Linked DNA regions of Rattus norvegicus: region 2 is linked to region 1. Evidence: chromatin contacts called from public Hi-C data. All regions are on one chromosome and are shown on one strand. The core of a region is the stretch at or near the end of the contact, and the rest is flanking DNA. Distances in the headings are between cores, read along the strand shown.

Region 1 (2,700 bases), core at 119-2,618:
GAGATGATAAATAGATGACTGACAGAACTCAAAATCTTTCTCAGAAAAAAAAAGGTGACTCATGTAAGCCAATGTCCTATCAATGGTTCAGAACTATACCTTCTTACCTTTTTCTAGTCTCCTGATCTGATTAACAGTAACTTTCAGGCCACTCTTTAAGCCCCTACCCCCTTTCTAGAGTGCTCTACAGATCCCTCTCTGTTAACGCTCACACTTAAATCTGTAATAAACCCTGCTCCTCATAAACTCGAACTTTGCCACAAGAAACCCAGAATCTATTCTCCAGACCAGCTTACATTCCTAAAACCAAAATACAAGGCTAGTTTTAATTCTACTCGCCAGATAGCCAACTCGAGGTCCACAAACTTAACATTCCGATGTACGGTTAATAATAGCTGTAACTTCAAAACCTCGACTGTGAGAACCACGGCAATGGAGTGCCACAGGGCTTGGGTTTATGTTCGGTTACCTGTGGAGTTTTTAAAATAAGTTGAATGGCTACTGCTTAAAGATGAAACTGAACCAGATGGCTGCAGACTCCCAGGAAGTCAACTCAACCGAAAAAAGGTAAAAGAACATAATCGAACGTGACACGGGCATGCTCCCCAAAATTTCCGCCAAAGTAGCTCAGAGACCCTCCTCTCCCTGAAAAGACTTTTTTTTTAGGGTTAGAAAGCAGCGACCCCGAATGGTTCCTTCCCCTCCTTCTGTCTTATGGGAAGTGGTAGGAAGCCAAGACATACGCGAGAAAGACAGGCCGGAAGACGGAAAGCCAGAAAGCAGGAGTCTGGGCAACCGGCACTTTAAATAACCCCAGAAGTGTTTCCAACTTGGCATACAAGACGAGGGAGCCGCTGGGCCACCACTCCGCAGCCCCGAACAACTTCGAAGTTCCTGAGCTGCTCCGGGAGGCGTTCCCAGGGTCAGGGGCGGCGAGCGAGCCGCTCCCGGCCGGCCCTACCCTAGCTGCCAGGGCCCGGCTCGCACTCACCTGGGCCGTAGGCCTGGCTTAGCTGCGCCCGAGCCCGGCCCCACACCGCCCGGAACCCCCGCAAACGACCTCCGAGTGCCCCAGCCCCAAGCCTCGGACCGCAGTCCGAGCCCCGGCCGCGGGACGCGCCTCGTCGAGGTTCGCCCACCCAGGGCCCCGCGCGACGACCCCCGGCCCGAGCCCCGCCGCCTAACCTGTCTTCGCTCTTGTTTTTCTGTTTCTTCCCCATCGCTTGTCAGCGGCGCTCGTGGCCACGGCCCCTCGGTTCGGTGTCTCACAGACCCACTGTCTCCCAGCCGACTCCAATGCCCGCTCGGCTCGGTCCCCCTCGCGCCGCCGCCTCTCGCACCCGGCTCTCCACAGACCCGCGCACTGGGACAGGGCACATATGGTGTGAGCCCTCAGTACGCAAGCGCATCGCCCCGCCGCCTCGGCGTGGGGACGCAGGGCGCGGCTCATCGAGAGCGGCGCTTCGGCTAGAGCGTCTGGAGTTGACCCGCCGGCCAGGTGGGAACTCGAGCGCCCCCTAGCCGCAAGTGAGCGCCGCGCACCGACGCCCAGCAGCTCCCGGGTTCTAGAACCTGGAGGAGGACAATGAGGCCGTTCATTTCCCACTGTCAAGCACCCTCCCCGGGGCTGGCATTCGACGCCGAAGTGGGACTGAAAACTCCCCTCGCCTCAGCTGCGGGAAGTCCACTGCAGGACCACAAGGAGCCAATGATGAGCTTTCTGGGGTTGGCAGGACCAAAAACAGAAACAAAAACAAAAATACCAATTCAGACACTGAATTGTCAACTGTGTACTTCTATTAAGGGAAAAAGACATAAGGGCACAGCGACCGGACCCCTAATATGAATCTTCTCATGAGCAAGTTCTAAAAATGCATGTGTGTAAGATAAAATGGGGAGGGAAGATCCTGGAGTGGTGAAATTTTTCTCCATATGTTTTTGTGCACTGTTATAGTGTGAGCTGTGTACAAATTTATAGCATACTGGAAGCTACACTTTAGAAACTATTAAACGCAAGGCAAACGAAGCCCCTCTGTCACTCAAGCGCAAGACCCGGCTCGTTTCCACGTAGCTTTGCGAGCTGGGACCCGCAGTCAGTGCATAAAAACTACATTCCCCAGCGTCCTTAGCGCCCATCCCTCCGGCCATTAGCCCACGTGAAGTGTAGGCTCAGAAGTCAGTAGTTCCGGGTGGCGAAGGATAAGAGCTTCTCCGAGGCTTTCGTCACTCTCCACCGCCCCTTCCGCAGGTTATATCGCGAGAGGGCTGTAGCCAATGAAAAGGTGGAGCTGACAGCTCATTCGCCGCCCTTAACAATTGCTGTGAGGTTGAAACCTGCGTGAACCTGGTCGGTGCTCTTGGTCTGCGGCTCCCTCTCTCCGTAGGCTTCACCAATAATCCAGGTACGGCAGAGGGTTCTGTAGCCGATCTTGCCACTGCGTCCCCGTGTAGATGAAGGACACACATCGGCTGCACATCCGGCTGGGCTGGGGGCGGCTGGGAGGGCCTCGTCTGGGCGGCTGCGGAGGCTACGGCGCATGCGCCCCAGTTAGTGCGAACTAGCGTCCTCCCCACCCCCCGGAACTCCTCCACCAGTCCCTTGAGCTCAGGGAGTGGCGAAGAGTCCGCTGACAGGTACACGGGGTTAGGGTTTCGGGTAGGAGTTTGTAGGGGAACAAATAAGTGTCAGCCCCCCCAGTT
Region 2 (2,700 bases), core at 131-2,630, 130 kb before region 1:
CGAAAGAATAGGGAAAAAATCAGAAATTGAAATATAATTGCTTATTCCTTGTAGAGCTCAGTTATTTTTCAGTCTCAAAATTAAAATTTTGCTCTTTTCCTTAACTGGAAATAACTGCTGTGTAGAGACAATTTTTACAAAGTCCCCACAAGCCTAATTGCCCCTTCCTTACCCCCAGTGGCATTTCATTACACAACCTGCTGGTGTTGCAGCTTAGAGCTCATTCTGAAACTCCTGAAATTACACTGTATCTATCTTTTCTATTGTGGGTCCGGAGAAACAGGCAACTCTCTGGGGGTATGGAGGGAATACTGAAGTTGAATTCATCAAGGAGAGCAAGCAAACGAAACAAGAGAGGGAGAGGTTAAAATTGAGACAGACATATATGTTTCAATGTATATATACATACAAATGTATATGTGTATATACAGAGAGAGAGAGATTTTATCCGAGTATCTCCTGTCTTTCTGGGAAAGGAGCCTCAGGTTTGCAAAGTCAGTTTTAAAAAGAGAACTGATTGTTTTCTAAGTGCCTGCAAACTCCTTTCAAATGTCTAAGCCGGAGAAGGACCCAAAGTGTTGAGCCTAGGGCGAGGAGTTGGTTGGCTCAATGTCTGAGCATTCCAACAATAAAGATTGTCACAATAACCACACAGTCTTCCATTGAACAGACACAACAGAGGCTGGGAAAATGAGCCTTATAAGACCACTGGTTTTTTTTTTTTTTTTTGCTAGAAGGTGTAATTGTATCTAAACATCCGTGAATAAATAAATGTGTGTAGCGGTTGTTTTTAAACCATCACAAGGGAAAGCAATTTTCATCAGGTCTGTGTGTTGCACGCGGGAAAGGCAGCAGCCGCAGGTGGAATGCGGGGTCGGCAGTGATAAGACTGTGCGGTGTCGTGTCTGGGCTCTGCCCAGCTGGCTGCCGGCAAGCGACCCTGCGTTCCGCAGAACGTTGTGGGCCGCGCGGTTCTCCGCTCGCCCAACGAGCATATGCCAGCCTGTGTGCGTCCTGGCCGCCGCTAGGTGGCGCCGCACATCAGTCGGAGCGCGCAGCAGCGCTCGGAGGACCCTGCGCGGTCGTCCACGGGGTTAGTCCGGGCACCCGCGCCCTCCGCGGCGGCTGGGGAGTCCGTGCGGGGTGGGGCGGGGCGCGGCTGCGCGTCGCTGCAGCACGATTAGCCAGCCAGCCCGGGCAGGAGGCAGCGTGGTGATGCGGCGGGCCCCGCGCCACCCCCGCCCAGCCAGCCGCACGGTCACGTGCCGCCGAGGCGCTGCTCGCCCCCCCTCTCCCGCGGGCGCCGGCGCGAGAGGAGGGCGGGGCCGGGGTCGCCTCGGGCCGGGCGCGAGCAGCGCGCGTGCGCCGCGCCCGGTGAGTGCGAGCGGGGCCGGGCCAGCCGGCCGCGGCAGGGACGGGAGGGGGAGCCGGGGCGCGCGCCGGAGCGGCGGCGGGGGAGGGGCGGAGGCGCGAGGCGGGCGCCGCGACTGAGGGAGCGTGGGCCGAGGCGCGGTGCGGCTCGGCAGCCGCCTGACCGGTTGCCTTCCCCGGCGTTCTCCTCTGCCGCTGCGAGGGCATTGAGCGGCGGCGGCGGCGCCCGCGGGCCTGAGGAAGCGGTCGGGCCCGGGCATGGTGGCCTGGGGCGGCGCGGAAGGTGAGCGACCCCCGGGCCGGCGGGTGGGGGAGGGGAGCCGAGCCGCCAGGGTCCGGGCCGCCGCCGCCCGCGCGGCCCGAGGCGCCGGGGCCTCGGCCGGGAGTCCGCGGTGCTGCCGCGAGGCCTCCTGTCCGCCGCACCGCGCCGCCCCTGCGCCTCGGGCCGCCGGGTTATGTAACGCGTGACCTCCCGTTCCCCCTCCACCCAGGCGCTGCCTCCCGCGCTCCGTCGCGCGCCCGCGGCCCTGCCTCCGCGAGTCCCGCCGCCGGCGTCGCAAGTCCCCCTTTCCTCTTGCGCCGGCGCCTGGCTGGCCATTCATTTCCTTGCGCGTTCGAGCGTCCGCTCCACCAGCGTTTGCAGAATGTGGCCGGGGCGCCCGGGGCCCGTGCCGCGTGCCGCGGTTCTCCGCTCGCCCCTCCGGTGCACCGGCTTCCTCCCTCCTGCCTTGCTCTCAGGGACCCCGGAAGCAGTGTGTTCCTCGCTCCTTTTCCCTTGTTACTTATCTGTCCCTTCCGTGTGCAGGACACCTGTCCCCAAGTGTCCGTACAGGTGCTCAGTTCATTGACACTTGGGTGTGCTGTTAAAACAACAGTCGGGGTAGACAGGCACTTGTCTGTTTGGAGGCTCTTCCTGTCCCCGGTTTGCAAAGCCCGTACCTTCCTGCAGTATCGTTCCGTAATTGTTTTAAAAAAACACTACAGGTGGTACATGCCTAGGATTTTACTGTGTTTTTCTTGGACCTGGCGGGTATAAAGTAGAAACGGTGTGTAGATTAAAAATAGAGACCTGGTAGAAAGGATTTAACTATTAGGGACTATGTGACAACTCTTAAATGATCTGCTTGGTCTCTGGCTCCTCTAGTCCTTTAGGTAGAATTATAATGTCATAATAGGAGTGCACATTAGTTCAGTTTAACGCTATCTCCATGAGTCAGTTTTCCCACAGAGGCAGTGCTTTGCCCAGACAAATGTCGCAAGAACACGCTTCCCGCCCTTCCAGTGCTGGACACTTGGAAGCTTACCATCCAGGAATTCAGTCTGGGAGAG

What was found. Hi-C and Micro-C count contacts between places; a contact is called where the count stands out from the background.
Region 2: a contact with region 1 is called in a Hi-C map of liver, with 2.9 times the contacts expected there. The contact joins the promoter of Rev1 here to the promoter of Eif5b in region 1. A contact is called at or near these places in 6 of 12 Hi-C or Micro-C datasets (frontal cortex, hepatocytes, kidney and 3 more).

What each region holds. Positions count from the first base shown.
Region 1 is chr9:47,717,374-47,720,073 of GRCr8, reverse strand. Eif5b (eukaryotic translation initiation factor 5B) reads right to left here and starts at 1,368. Exons shown (of 24, transcript NM_001110141.1): 1 at 1,186-1,368. The coding sequence starts at 1,220. Txndc9 (thioredoxin domain containing 9) reads left to right here and starts at 2,313. Exons shown (of 5, transcript NM_172032.2): 1 at 2,313-2,402.
Region 2 is chr9:47,846,007-47,848,706 of GRCr8, reverse strand. Rev1 (REV1, DNA directed polymerase) reads left to right here and starts at 1,380. Exons shown (of 23, transcript NM_001394129.2): 1 at 1,380-1,654.